Linked DNA regions of Mus musculus: regions 1 and 3 are each linked to region 2. Evidence: chromatin contacts called from public Hi-C data. All regions are on one chromosome and are shown on one strand. The core of a region is the stretch at or near the end of the contact, and the rest is flanking DNA. Distances in the headings are between cores, read along the strand shown.

Evidence for each region. Hi-C and Micro-C count contacts between places; a contact is called where the count stands out from the background.
Region 1: a contact with region 2 is called in a Hi-C map of uterus, with 2.4 times the contacts expected there. The contact joins two enhancer-like sites. A contact is called at or near these places in 6 of 484 Hi-C or Micro-C datasets (3T3-L1-derived adipocytes, embryonic fibroblasts, nephron progenitors and 1 more) and 2 of 115 datasets of contacts at active chromatin or transcription factors (fibro-adipogenic progenitors and pancreatic cancer cells).
Region 3: a contact with region 2 is called in a Hi-C map of uterus, with 4 times the contacts expected there. The contact joins two enhancer-like sites. A contact is called at or near these places in 1 of 15 datasets of contacts at CTCF or cohesin (the NIH/3T3 cell line), 2 of 484 Hi-C or Micro-C datasets (both in uterus) and 2 of 115 datasets of contacts at active chromatin or transcription factors (fibro-adipogenic progenitors and pancreatic cancer cells).

Annotation. Positions count from the first base shown.
Region 1 is chr4:105,552,896-105,556,840 of GRCm38.p6, reverse strand. No RefSeq gene overlaps it. Among named protein-coding and RNA genes, the nearest start is that of Gm40217, 240 kb to the right of the region's middle. Within about 2 kb of position 1,655, at least 17 of the 459 cell types and tissues checked have an H3K27ac peak or open chromatin away from gene starts, as enhancers often do. A contact at or near this core is called in uterus, where this site is marked.
Region 2 is chr4:105,776,565-105,780,595 of GRCm38.p6, reverse strand. No RefSeq gene overlaps it. Among named protein-coding and RNA genes, the nearest start is that of Gm29922, 67 kb to the left of the region's middle. Within about 2 kb of position 2,600, at least 6 of the 459 cell types and tissues checked have an H3K27ac peak or open chromatin away from gene starts, as enhancers often do. A contact at or near this core is called in uterus, where this site is marked.
Region 3 is chr4:105,638,332-105,642,323 of GRCm38.p6, reverse strand. No RefSeq gene overlaps it. Among named protein-coding and RNA genes, the nearest start is that of Gm29922, 210 kb to the left of the region's middle. Within about 2 kb of position 1,348, at least 51 of the 459 cell types and tissues checked have an H3K27ac peak or open chromatin away from gene starts, as enhancers often do. A contact at or near this core is called in uterus, where this site is marked.

The sequences.
Region 1 (3,945 bases), core at 406-2,905, 220 kb after region 2:
CTTGTTGTACTGTTCCCAGAGCCAACTGAAATATCAGTCAACAGAGTAATGTGTAAAGAAAGTGTGATACATATATACGATGGAGTTTTATGCAGCCAAAAAGAAAACAAAAGTCATGACATTTGCAGGAAAATGATTAGAACTAGAAGTCACAGTGTTAAGTGAAATAAACAAGGCTCAGAAAGACAAATGCTTCATCTTTTCTCTGATTAGGTAGAACCTAGACTTAAAGTTGTGTGTGTGTGTGTGTGTGTGTGTGTGTGTGTCTTTACATTTGTATTACTTATAGACATATGTATATATGTATGTATTTATATGTATATATTTATATATATGTATATTTATATATGTGTGTTGTTTTAGGTCATGATTCCAGATAGGGGATAATGAGAGAGAAGGAAGAGATCTTAAGAGAGTCAGGAAGTAGAGTAAAGGCATTGATGTAATAAGAAAGCAGAATGGAGAAATAACTGGAGAAGCAAATGGAAGAAGAAACATGGCCAGGACAGCAGGAAGGGAGAACGAATGTGAACGTGGTATAATAAATGACATCTAAGATTCACAGTTTTATGCAGATGGTTCTTTTGGTGTTTTGGTGTTTTTTTTCTGTTTTGTTTTTTGGTTTTTTGTTTTGTTTTGTTTTGTTTTGGCAGGCTCATTCATATGTGTGCATTCTGCCAGGAAACTGACTGACTGCAGGTCTCAGATGGCCTCACTTGCATATCCAGCATTTGGCACCAGCTGTCAGCTAAAAACAAGTTAATTTCTCTCAATGAGAGGGAAATTGTGTCTCCAACAGATATTTGGCAAGTGTGTAGATAATTTCTATTGTCACCGCTATGTGGAAGAGGACAGAGCATACCATAATACACAAATCAGCCTCCCACAAGAGTAAGATACCTAACCTAAAATGTCAATAGTGCTGAGAAGCCCAGAGACAAGTACATTTACATAAAATGTCTTCTTTAGTGTTTACAATAACCATAACAGAAGAGTGACACCCCCATTATCTACAAATAAGAGAGTACCGCTGTGAGGAGGTAAGTCGTCAACAAGAGCTCACAGTAGCAAAAAGGGAAGCTGGGCCTAAATGTGCACATATGTGGGTTCTTAACGAACACAACAGAGCTATACATCCCCCTTGGAATGTTGACCTGCATAGAAGATCCAGTTTTCTAAATAGTAAGATACAGCCAGGCAACAGTCCAAGCTTCCCATCTAAGTTAAGGTATGGTGGCACACACCTAATATTCCAACACTGGGAGACTAGAGAATTTCAGTGGGTATCAGGCTATACAATGAGCTCAAGGCAAGCCTGAGGAGATGTGGGAAGGCATGATGCTTACCTGTTCTCCCTCAAGACAGTGCTGCCAGTATCTGGGGGGAGCCCCTCCTTACCTCCCAAGTCATCTGTTCTCCAGAATCAACGGCTCCAGATTTGGAATCTCACTCACGGGAAGCTATTCCAAGTCATCTCATGAATCTATTGTCCAAATCCTCGTTAAAGCAGCACATGAAATGTTGTTCCAGGAAACAAGTGTGATGATTCAGACGTACATGTACATCAGTGAGAATGGGACTGGCCAGTGCCCCATCAGCTCACTGCACTCCCAATAAGCTAGCTCGGGACCACAATTCGCTAGTTGGCAGACACAGAACACCATTGCCTCACACTGTCATTAAATCTCAGCACTTTGTTTCACACAGGCATCGAAAAGCCTTCTCTCTCTACTCTGACCTCCCCTTGGCTGCTTGGACTCAACTCACACACTTAACGTCATTTATTTTATTTTGAGATTACACAATTCTAAGTGCTTAGGGAGTGCGTTTCTGGGTATTCCACATGCTCACTGTTGATTGTAGAATACAAATAGTAAATCTCTTGGTAGAGGGGTCACTCAGGTAGGTGATAGAAACAAATGAAAAGTAATCAGGTGGGATCCAAACCTGTGAGGCAAGATCTCTGGTGATCTGGGAATTTAGAAGACAGCTTTTCTTAGTTTGACCTAACCACTGTCATGCAAAAATGAAGGCCAGAGTTTATAGGTCTTCCGGCAAAAGAAAGAAAGAAAGAAAGAAAGAAAGAAAGAAAGAAAGAAAGGAAGGAAGGAAGGAAGGAAGGAAGGAAGGAAGGAAGGAAGGAAGGAAGGAAGGTTGAAAGTCTGTATTTTTACTGGATATACTCCATCTTTCATTGTTGGCCCCTAATTCACAAAATTTTAACATACACTATTGGCCATAAAAATAATAACAATAAATAAAAGAATCTGTAGACTGGGTTCAGTTCACGACAGGCTTCAAGTTTGCAAACTTCTCCTGTGGGGATTAAGGACTTGCTCAGCACTGGTTTTAATCAGACAAAAATGTAAAATGACTTGCATTATCTTAGATTTAAAACCATAGCATTTATTTTCACTACTCCCCTGTTAATCACAGGCTTGATACTTTTAAAGCCAAAAGAATCTTCAGGGTTACGCTGTTTAGTTTTTTTTTTTGTTTGTTTGTTTTGTTTTGTTTCACAAAGGAGGAACGTGTGATTCAGAAACAAGAAGTCATTTGAATTTTAGATAAATTTCTGGAAAAACAATTCTAAAGACTCAGATTTCTGGAAGTGGAAGGACCAAGTCTTGGTTTCACAACATGAACACTAGTGTTGTTTTACAACAGTTCTTGGTTAGGGGGTGAGCTTTTGTTAGGTGACCAAACACTTAACAAGAAACCACTTAGAGAGGAAAGATTTATTTGGGCTTACAGTTTGAAGAATTCTGATCCATCAAGGCAGGGAAGGTATGGAGGTGATCCTATCTGATCCTTGGTGGCAGCAGCAGGAGACAGCTGGGTTTCTTACATTCCAGTGGGAAAGGATGAAGGGAGGCAGTGCTGGCATTCAGCAGGCTTTCTTGTTCTCCCTTTGTGTACAGCCTAAGATGCTAGCATCAGCTTGTGGGGTGCTGCTGCCCACATGAAGAGGGGCCTGGGAGCAGTGTTTGACTGCTTAGCTAATCCTCTCTGGAAAGGTTCTGGCAGACATATCTAAAGGTAGATCTCACTAGTGAGCTGTCAAGTTGACAGAATTATCCACCACGTGTGGCTGTTGGACACACTGTGGGATGATCAGCCACATCTCTGGTTTCTGCCCACTGGATGCCTGTACTCAGTCCTGCAGGCATGAGTGATCCTAAAGAAGAAAATCACCACTGCCCAAGGAAACTAGTGGTGACCACTGGTTTCATACAGTCCCTGCATGTGATAGATAGGGAAACTAGACTCAGAAAATTAAAGAACACCCCCCACACACACAAGATCATTGAAGAACAGAGTTATTGGCATGTGTAAGGCCAAGACTCAAGTCTCTTAATTCTTAGCAGTGTTCTCTTTACCAAGCCTGGAAGTCTTTCTTATTTTTATTAACTTAATTTATATTAATTATTACTATGTGGATATATGGTGCATGTGTGTGTTTGCACATGTGTGCATGTGCGTGTGTGTATGCGTGTGTATGTGTGTGTGTGAGAGAGAGAGAGAGAGAGAGAGAGAGAGAGAGAGAGAGAGAGAGAGAGAGAACAGGTATGAACTTGCCATGGTGAGCACATAGAACAAATTGTAGGAGTCACTTCTCAACTTTTCCCATGTGAATTCTAGGAATCAAACCCAGACATCAGACTTGTATAGCAAATACTTTTACCCATTGAGACATATGCCCGGTCCTCAAGCTTGCAGATCTTAACCATGAGTCATTCAATAACAGATTAGTATGAAACTGCATGCTTTTGATGAGAGACTAGGCCATTGACAAGGGAGCCAGAGCTTGAGATCAGCAGATTAGGTAATCAAATTTCAGCTCATCTATTTACTAACTTTGTACCACTCCCCAAATGAACATTCTAAGTCTTCGTTTATCACTTGAAAAATAGATTATAAAAAGTATATAGTACTTACCACATA
Region 2 (4,031 bases), core at 1,351-3,850:
ATTTAAATGTCAATTGCATTTTAAGTCACGCATCCCCATGTATCAGGCACATATCAGTAATCTCAGCATTTGGGAGGTACAATCAAAAGGATCAATAGCTTAAGGCCAGTGTTAATTCCATAGCAAATTTAAGGGCATTCTGGATTATATGAGACATTGTTCCAACAAAGCAAAACAAATGTTAAAAAGTCAGTCATTTAAAAAATAATACCTTAACAATAACAACTAGAGGAAAATTAACCAAATATCTGGCACCTCTATCGGATATCTGGACACAATATTCACCCTCCTAGTTGTGGTAAGTACTTCAAGAAAGTGAATGAAGAGTTACCCAGGACTGAAGGCGCTCTTGTTGAGGTGGGCAAAGATAAAACGTAAAGGCTACTCAAATATCTGACTGAACTAGAACACTAGGGCTTCTTATTTTCTTGTACTCCAAGAGTCTAGGATTGTCATGTATTATTCTTAAGAGGGATGAAGAAATTTTAATATAATTCTCATGAAAGCCAAACTAATCCTCTAAAATTAAATACAAGAATATATACCATTGTACATAAAATCTGTAGCTATTTGTGCTGGATAGATTTATGTCAACTTGATATAAACTGCAGTCATTTGAGAGGAGAGTGCCTCAGCTGAGAAGATGCCTCCGTAAGATCTGGCTACGGCGTGGGAGACAGAGTTTGGAGTAGAAGAAACACTTGGGAGAAGACAAACAGAAAGTACAAGGCAGCGGTGAAGGTGGCTGTGTCTGCTCAAGAATAGCAGTGAAGCCAGTGTACTGAAGAAGGAGAAGTAATGCCTGGCAAAGCCAGAGGACTCGGGGCTGGAGAAACTGGGCTTTAGACAATCATAAGGTGTATAAGGTTTATCTTGTTCTAAATAAGATTAGTAAGGTATAATTGGTATGGAGTAAATTTCCCGTGTTTACAGCATACGAATTGATACATTTTGAGGTTTTATATGTCCATGAAACTATTTCCACATTGAAGATATAACAATATCTGTTAGGCGCTCTCTCCAGAGTTTTCTCATGTGGTATGGGGCTCCCGCTTCTGCTTCCTCCTTGCCCTTCACCTCCTCTTCCTTTTCCTCCTCTTCTGCCTCTTCCTCTTCTTCTTCTCCTCCTTTTTCTTCAAAATTAATAATAGTACCACCCCTACTTAGTTGCTATACTATAAATGAAACAAAGGGATGGTGTGTGGAATAGAGCCATGGCCATTGGTCTCAGTTCCTGGTAAGGTCCCCACCCTGCACTCCACTATGGTGGATTTTCTCTCTTGCTCACTTGAAGAATGGCTAGAAGTGTCTGTGCAAGGCCAACTTCAACTATTCCAGACATCTCATTACATTTGGAGAGGTGTGGCCTACAGGTCTGAGCAGAACAGGAAGCGCCCCTCCCCTCCCACCTTTGATAAATATTTCTTGTCAAGATTATCTTACTGGATATACATCCAGCACCCAGCAGTTATCTTCAGGCCTGCTGTAGGGGAAGCCAGCTATTTGGCTTGAAATTGTTTAAGTTGCTAATAAACAAATCTAAGCCAAGTAAATTGCATGGAGAATGTAGCAGGGGGAGGGATACAGACATTCCAATGTCTGCATAATTGTGTTTGGCAATGATGTCTCCTTTGAAGCTAATTAAAAAGTGTGGGCAGGTTATTTTTAACTCTCTTAATTCTTACCCTCAGCTCTCTCCTTATCTTATCCTCGATCTATTCTAAGGAGTAGTAAAACTTTTACTGAGGGGAAAATTCCTAAATAACTGAACGCCATGCTCTGCCCACGTCATCCATACCACCATGGAGTTTCCTCTGCCCAGTGCATGTACTTCTCAAATGCGTTCTCATTCCCATCTGATATGGGTTCTCCTCTGACTGCCCCATGAGACCTTCTCATGCATCTCATGACTCTTCCTGATGCTCAGATGCTCACATAGACAAACTAGATTCATTTTCTCAAGAGCAGATCCATTTACTAGTTACTCATCTGTAACCGTTCTTTTCCTTCTCTCCCTCTCTCTCTCTCTCTCTCTCTCTCTCTCTCTCTCTCTCTCTCTCTCTCTCTCTTTGGTCACCTTTTCTTTTTTGAGAGCGTGTCTCACTATATATCCCCATCTGACCAGGAACTTGCTGTGGAGACCAGGTTGGCCTCAAACTCACAGAGATTCATCTGCTGTGCCTCCTGAGTGCTATGATAAAAGGTGTGAATCATCATGAGTGGTATATAAAATAATTATTTAACAAATGTCAGTTGTACTATTTTGTGTCCCAGCAGGAAAAGCATGGAACATGCATATGAGTAAGAATGATTTAATAAACACAGGAAACTCTAGAATAAGAACCCCAAAGATGGAAACAATGGGGTTCATGTCTGCCGGTCAGAAGTCTGTTTTCTTCTGCTACAGTGGAATACACAGGACTGAAAGGAGGTTTATTACTCCTGGTTCTGGAGACTTAGAGGTCCAAGGTCATGGTGACATCTGGCAATGTGACGAGAGCCTTCTGTTGCATCAGCCTTGACAGAAGGTGGAAGAGAGCATCAGGCGGGGGGGAAAGAAGGATGATTCAGTGCTGATGAAAGGCAGGGCAGGGTCTTCATGACCCAACAACCTCTTAAAAACAGCTCCTGATCACAAACACTGGAGGACACATACAAATCAAAGCACTACCCCTGGGTCAGAAAATGGAGGATGAGGACATAGTCTCCGGAATGTGTGAGACAGAGACAAAGGCAGAGACAGAACCCTGACTGCTGCTCAAAGGATTGCAGCCAATGTATAACATCCTGGTTAGGATGAAACTGGAAAGTTTACACCTAACCTTTGTCTGTTCCTTTGTTTTCTCATTTGCTTGTTTCCTTCCTTCTCTCACTCTATATCTTGTAACACTTTCTCTTGATTTTAATTCTATCTGAAAACAAGCCAAGGGACATGTGTTAATGCCATGCCTATCAGTCTGTCTTCCCGGGCACAAGTCTGGTAGCCAGTTAGGCATGGAGAGGCAGATAAAATATGCTGCACAATACTTTGTGAAAACCAGCGTCTACCGAACTGTTAATAAGAGAACCACCCAGTTGTGCAAATGCATTTGAGCATCCTATACACACTTCCACCTTGCTTGGTAGAAGGTTGGTTCCCCTGCCTTGCAAAGTTGCTTCGTCCTTCTCACCTATCCTGTTGCTGTCCTGCTGTTTTGATTTGGCAGTTCACCCAAATCAGAACCACTGGAGACTTGACACTCACCCTCGGTTCTCCCTTTCTCTTAGGTTACTGCACTTCTACCTACTAATGCCCTGGGTGATAGCACACATTAAGGACTAGCAGATCTTAGAATCTGTTTCCATATGCAGTCAGGAGGACCCCACTTACTAACAAATTTGTTAGAAGAACCTGTGATTTGTCAAACAAGTAAGAAATCAAGAGTGTGAAGTTTTAAGTGAATCATGGATGCTAACACAGGGGAAGACTTGAGACTAGAAGCTAAATTCTCTCTCTCTTTCTCTCTCTGACACACACACACATACACACAAACACATACACATTGATACTATCCACATTCACTCAGTCATTAGTGTTCATGATTCTCTCAACAAATTTCCTAGTTTTATGCTCCCGAGTTCCACATTCACAATAAACTATAATTTTTTTTTTCTATCCATACACGGCACTTCGAGCCCATCAAATAAATCTTCTCCCGTATTTACCACTTCACTGAGCTACACATATATTTCTCCTGGTATTTTATTGGATGATGTTAAAAGTGACATGCATCGTCCTATTTATTTTATTCTTTGCCTTTAGGAATAGGGAAGTAACTGAGGCCTCTAAGAGCCCATTAGAGTAAATTAATTGGATTCTCACTGAGGCTTAGGAATTCTAAAATGAGTTTGTTTGCTATTAGCTTGATTCCAAGTTGTGTGTGTCTGTCAGCTCTCATCTTGATATTTGAGAACAAGCATTGACCGTTGCCTGGGCACTGGCCTTACATGCTCTACAGTAATAATGCCACTGCTCTATGTTTTGCAGGGGC
Region 3 (3,992 bases), core at 99-2,598, 140 kb after region 2:
CATCCATCCAACCATCCATCCATCATCATTTATATACTCTGTATAGCCTGCAATGAGAGAAGCCATCCTAAGGTTGAGGAAACTGAGACAAAGTATGACTGGTTATGGTTCAAGGTCACAGCTGACAAGACCCCAAGTTAAGATTTGAAGCCAGTTTTCAATTACTTAGCACCATTCAGGTACACCACACCATTCTGCATTCCTAAGCTTCAGTGTAGTTCTGCTCATGTTCAAGGTCACACTGCAAGGCAGTGGAACAAGATGGAACAAGATGGAACTTGAACAGATCTGAACATCCAGGACGCAGAGCAAAGAGAGAGAGGGGACCTCTTAGGTGAGGGGCCTATCCCAACCCAACACCAAAAGAAGCAGAAAATGTCCCTGAACCAGGCACTCTTGCATTTTCCTGCCTCCAAGTGTCCAAACACCAGTGGCTAATTTCGTAACTCATCAGGAATTCTTCTTTGGTTACACAGGCCACAGCTCCTGGTCCAAGTTACATATATCCTGTCAACATGTTTATTCACATGGAGAGAGGCTCCTCTCCAGTTGGCGCCTGAGTTGTCACAACTACAAGAAAAGATGAGAAAAGCTTCAAGAAGTGAACAGAGGCCAAGAAAAAGTGAGCTGGTTGTGAAAGCAGTGGCCCCGAGAAAGCCTGGTCCCATTGTGGATCCCAAGAACTTCCAAGCCAGAAGGATACCGTGACCCAACAGTCACAGGGAATGAAGCTTCAGAAAAGAGCCAAGCACTCTATTAATCGCTTCACTGAAGTTGTATGATTAATGTCTAATAAGAGTCCAAGATGTGGTGAGTCTAAGTAATAGGTGAGAAAAACAAGGGTTCAGAGAGAAGATGTGACTTGTCCAGAGTAAAGCTGAGTCAAGTCCTAACTGCCCAGTTCTTACACCTATGTTCTGAGCTCAAAAGTCATAGCTCATAGAAGATTCTGACTTTCCTGAAAAACCACATGGCTATCCATCCACAGCCAGTATCCTGCGTCCTGTGTCTATCAAAAATCAAAACAAAACAAACAAACAAACAAATAAACAAACAAACAAAAAACAAGAGTTACCTGTCTGTCAGAGAGCCAGGCCATTACTTAGTAGAAATCAACTCAGTATTTATTTCATCAGTACCTCTTAACATTTTGCCCTCCATTATCCTGGGATGGGTTTTGTTCAAACATCCCTTTCCACAGCTCAATAAATATGCACACAAAACTAAAGAGCTTAGCTTTCCATGAAAAGGCAGTGTAAACATCTGGCAGGCTTCCTGGGTCTCAGCTTCCTCCGGCTGGGTCTAAGTGCACAACGTGAGTATATTTGGATTGCAACAGCGGAGGCTGAGCTAGACATTACTCACCCTGTGCAAAAGCACACCAGCCCCCAACTGGAGCGAGGGAAACACAAGTGCTCTTGTTTGATGACCAAAATCTAAACAAACCATTTGAGGTTTGGGGTTCAAGAAAATTTTCAGAGATGCAGTTCCCACATATTCAGTATGAGTGTGTGTAAGGGGGCCTGCATCCATGTGCTTGTGCATCTCTCTCCCCTCTCCCTCTCTTTCTCTCTCTCTGTCCCGCTCTCTTTCCCTCCCTCCCTTCCTCCCTCCCCTCTCGTGTGTGTGTGTGTGTGTGTGTGTGTGTGTGTGTGTGTATTCACTTAAATATTGTCTGAAGTAAGTTAGGATACAAATCTAAATATCTAAAAATAATTTTTAGTAACTAAATGTGGAGATGAAATTGCCTTTATGTATACATTTTGTGGAGAGAAAAATTGCCTTTTATCTACATATTTGTGGAGGTTTGAGTGAGAACACCCCCCACATAGGTTCATATATTTGAATGTGCTATATAGGTCAGACTGGCCTCGAACTTGCAGAGATCCCCTTGCCTCTGCCTCTGGAATGCTAGGACTAAAGCTGTATACCACTATGCCCTGCTGAAAATTGCCTTTAAAAAGTTTTGATGTGAAATGAGGGAAATTCTGGTGTGGATCTCCTATACGTAGTAACATTTGGAAAATAGTCATTGAGCCAGTCAAGTTTTAATACCATGTGAGTAACTTAGGACTCAGTGAAGCCACCCAGTTCTCATTTGTAAAGTAACAGTATTATTAGGATCATGTAAACTTGCCTTCAGAGAGGAGGAATTTACAAAATTATGTAGAAACTTTATCAACTGTAGAGTGCTCTACAAAGGCCAGAGGTTTATTTATTGCTATTTTCCTTGGTACCTTTTCCCCCATGACTTGTCCCAACCAATCTCTTGAAGCTCCTTGGCAATAAAGAGACCCCAGGAAGATCTCTCCAGGGGCATTCCCTTCTCCCAACCACCATAGTTTTGATAAAAATATGTGTATCCGATGGGTTTAGTTATAAAGAAGGGAATGAAAAATCTTGAGCTAGTCATATTTTAAAAGCACAAGTCAAACAGCTGCTTGAAGATCCAACTGGTTAACGCCTCCTGCTCGAAGAGAAGAAGCAGGAAAAAGGGTCCTTTCTCTTTAGTTCCTTGGACAACACTGGAAGAGGAAGTCTATGGTATAACAACAAATACAGGAGTCAGGGATGGGAGGAAGGGCATGCGCAGACAACTTGACCAACCATAGACTCTCTAACAGCAGTCAACTAAACTTGGATTAGGATATTGTCAAATGAGGACCATCTAGAGAATTCTTGACTCCCCTAATGACTAAGTGGGGCTCTAAATAGAGCAATCTGGCTCTAATAAACTTACGTTGACACTGGGAGGTCCTTTAGTACTGAATGCTGACAAGAACTCCATAAGAAGACAGAATACCACATAGCTCTGGTACCTGGTGTACCGATGATAAGAGAGGAGCTCCGTGAGAATGGTAAGGTTTGGTGGGGTCATGGAAAAACAACAGTGGAAAGGAAACCTTTGTAAAGGGGACCAATATTCAAGTTGTAAGTCCAGGCAAGGGTTCTTGGAAACAATGAGAATCAAGAGAAGCAGGACAGAGGCTGGTACCATGACCCCAGGAAAAGATAACAGAGTCGGGCTTGGATGGGTCTGGAGGTGGCAGTTTCCCCAACCTTCCCTGATGCTGTGAGCAGTTAGAAAAATCCAAGTTACGCATGCCTTAGAGCCCTAACTCTTAAAACTGGGCCATGGCCTGGGGTATGGGAACCTTTGTGCCATTGAACCCATGAGAAAGATGGTGGCAGTTATGCAGAGGCACCTGGAATGAAAGGACTTGGAGGTAAGCCTATGCCAGGTCCTAAATCAGTGATAGAAAGGGGAAGAGTAGAAGATGAATCCAGAAACTACACAGATACTCAGTTGTGTAACCTTGTTTAAAGGCCAGAGGGAGGAGAACAGAGCAGACAGTCTTGCAGTTCTTTTTAGTGGCCACCCATCCAAGCAGTTTGAATACCCTGTCAGGATGAACACTGAGCAAAACTATGACCTAAGTGAGGGCAGACCAGCCAAACTTGACTGCCTCTTAACACATCTGGGATGCTGGGCAGAGGCAGGAGCAGGCGATGGATGTGGGAGGAATGTTAGTTTCACAGGTAACACAAGAATGACCCGAGTGTCTTTCTATTTGTTAAAATTCTATAAAGTGGCTTGAAATGAAAATACTACTGCAGGGTATGTCCAAGCAGAAGCTATGCCATCAAATGAGAGATGTAAATATATCTTACACCCAAATTAATATGTACTCAGAGGTACCAGATGGAAGAAGTTGGTGTTAAGGGAGGAACATAATGAACAGTTAGTGAAAGAGTATAAGACCTCCCAACAGCAGAACTTTTGAAGTCAAAATTGTCCAATGCTTTTCCAGTGCTAAAATTGTCAGAGATGATTAAAGAACAGCGAAGTTTTGTGTGTGTCGGACAATGCTGCAAAAAAAATTATCACGAAACTTAAAAGAATGAGCAATGATTCCATGTCGATGAATCTGGGGGTCTGCTGAATGTGGCTAGCCAAGTGTTGGTTCCATGTCTCTGACACCAGGCTCTGT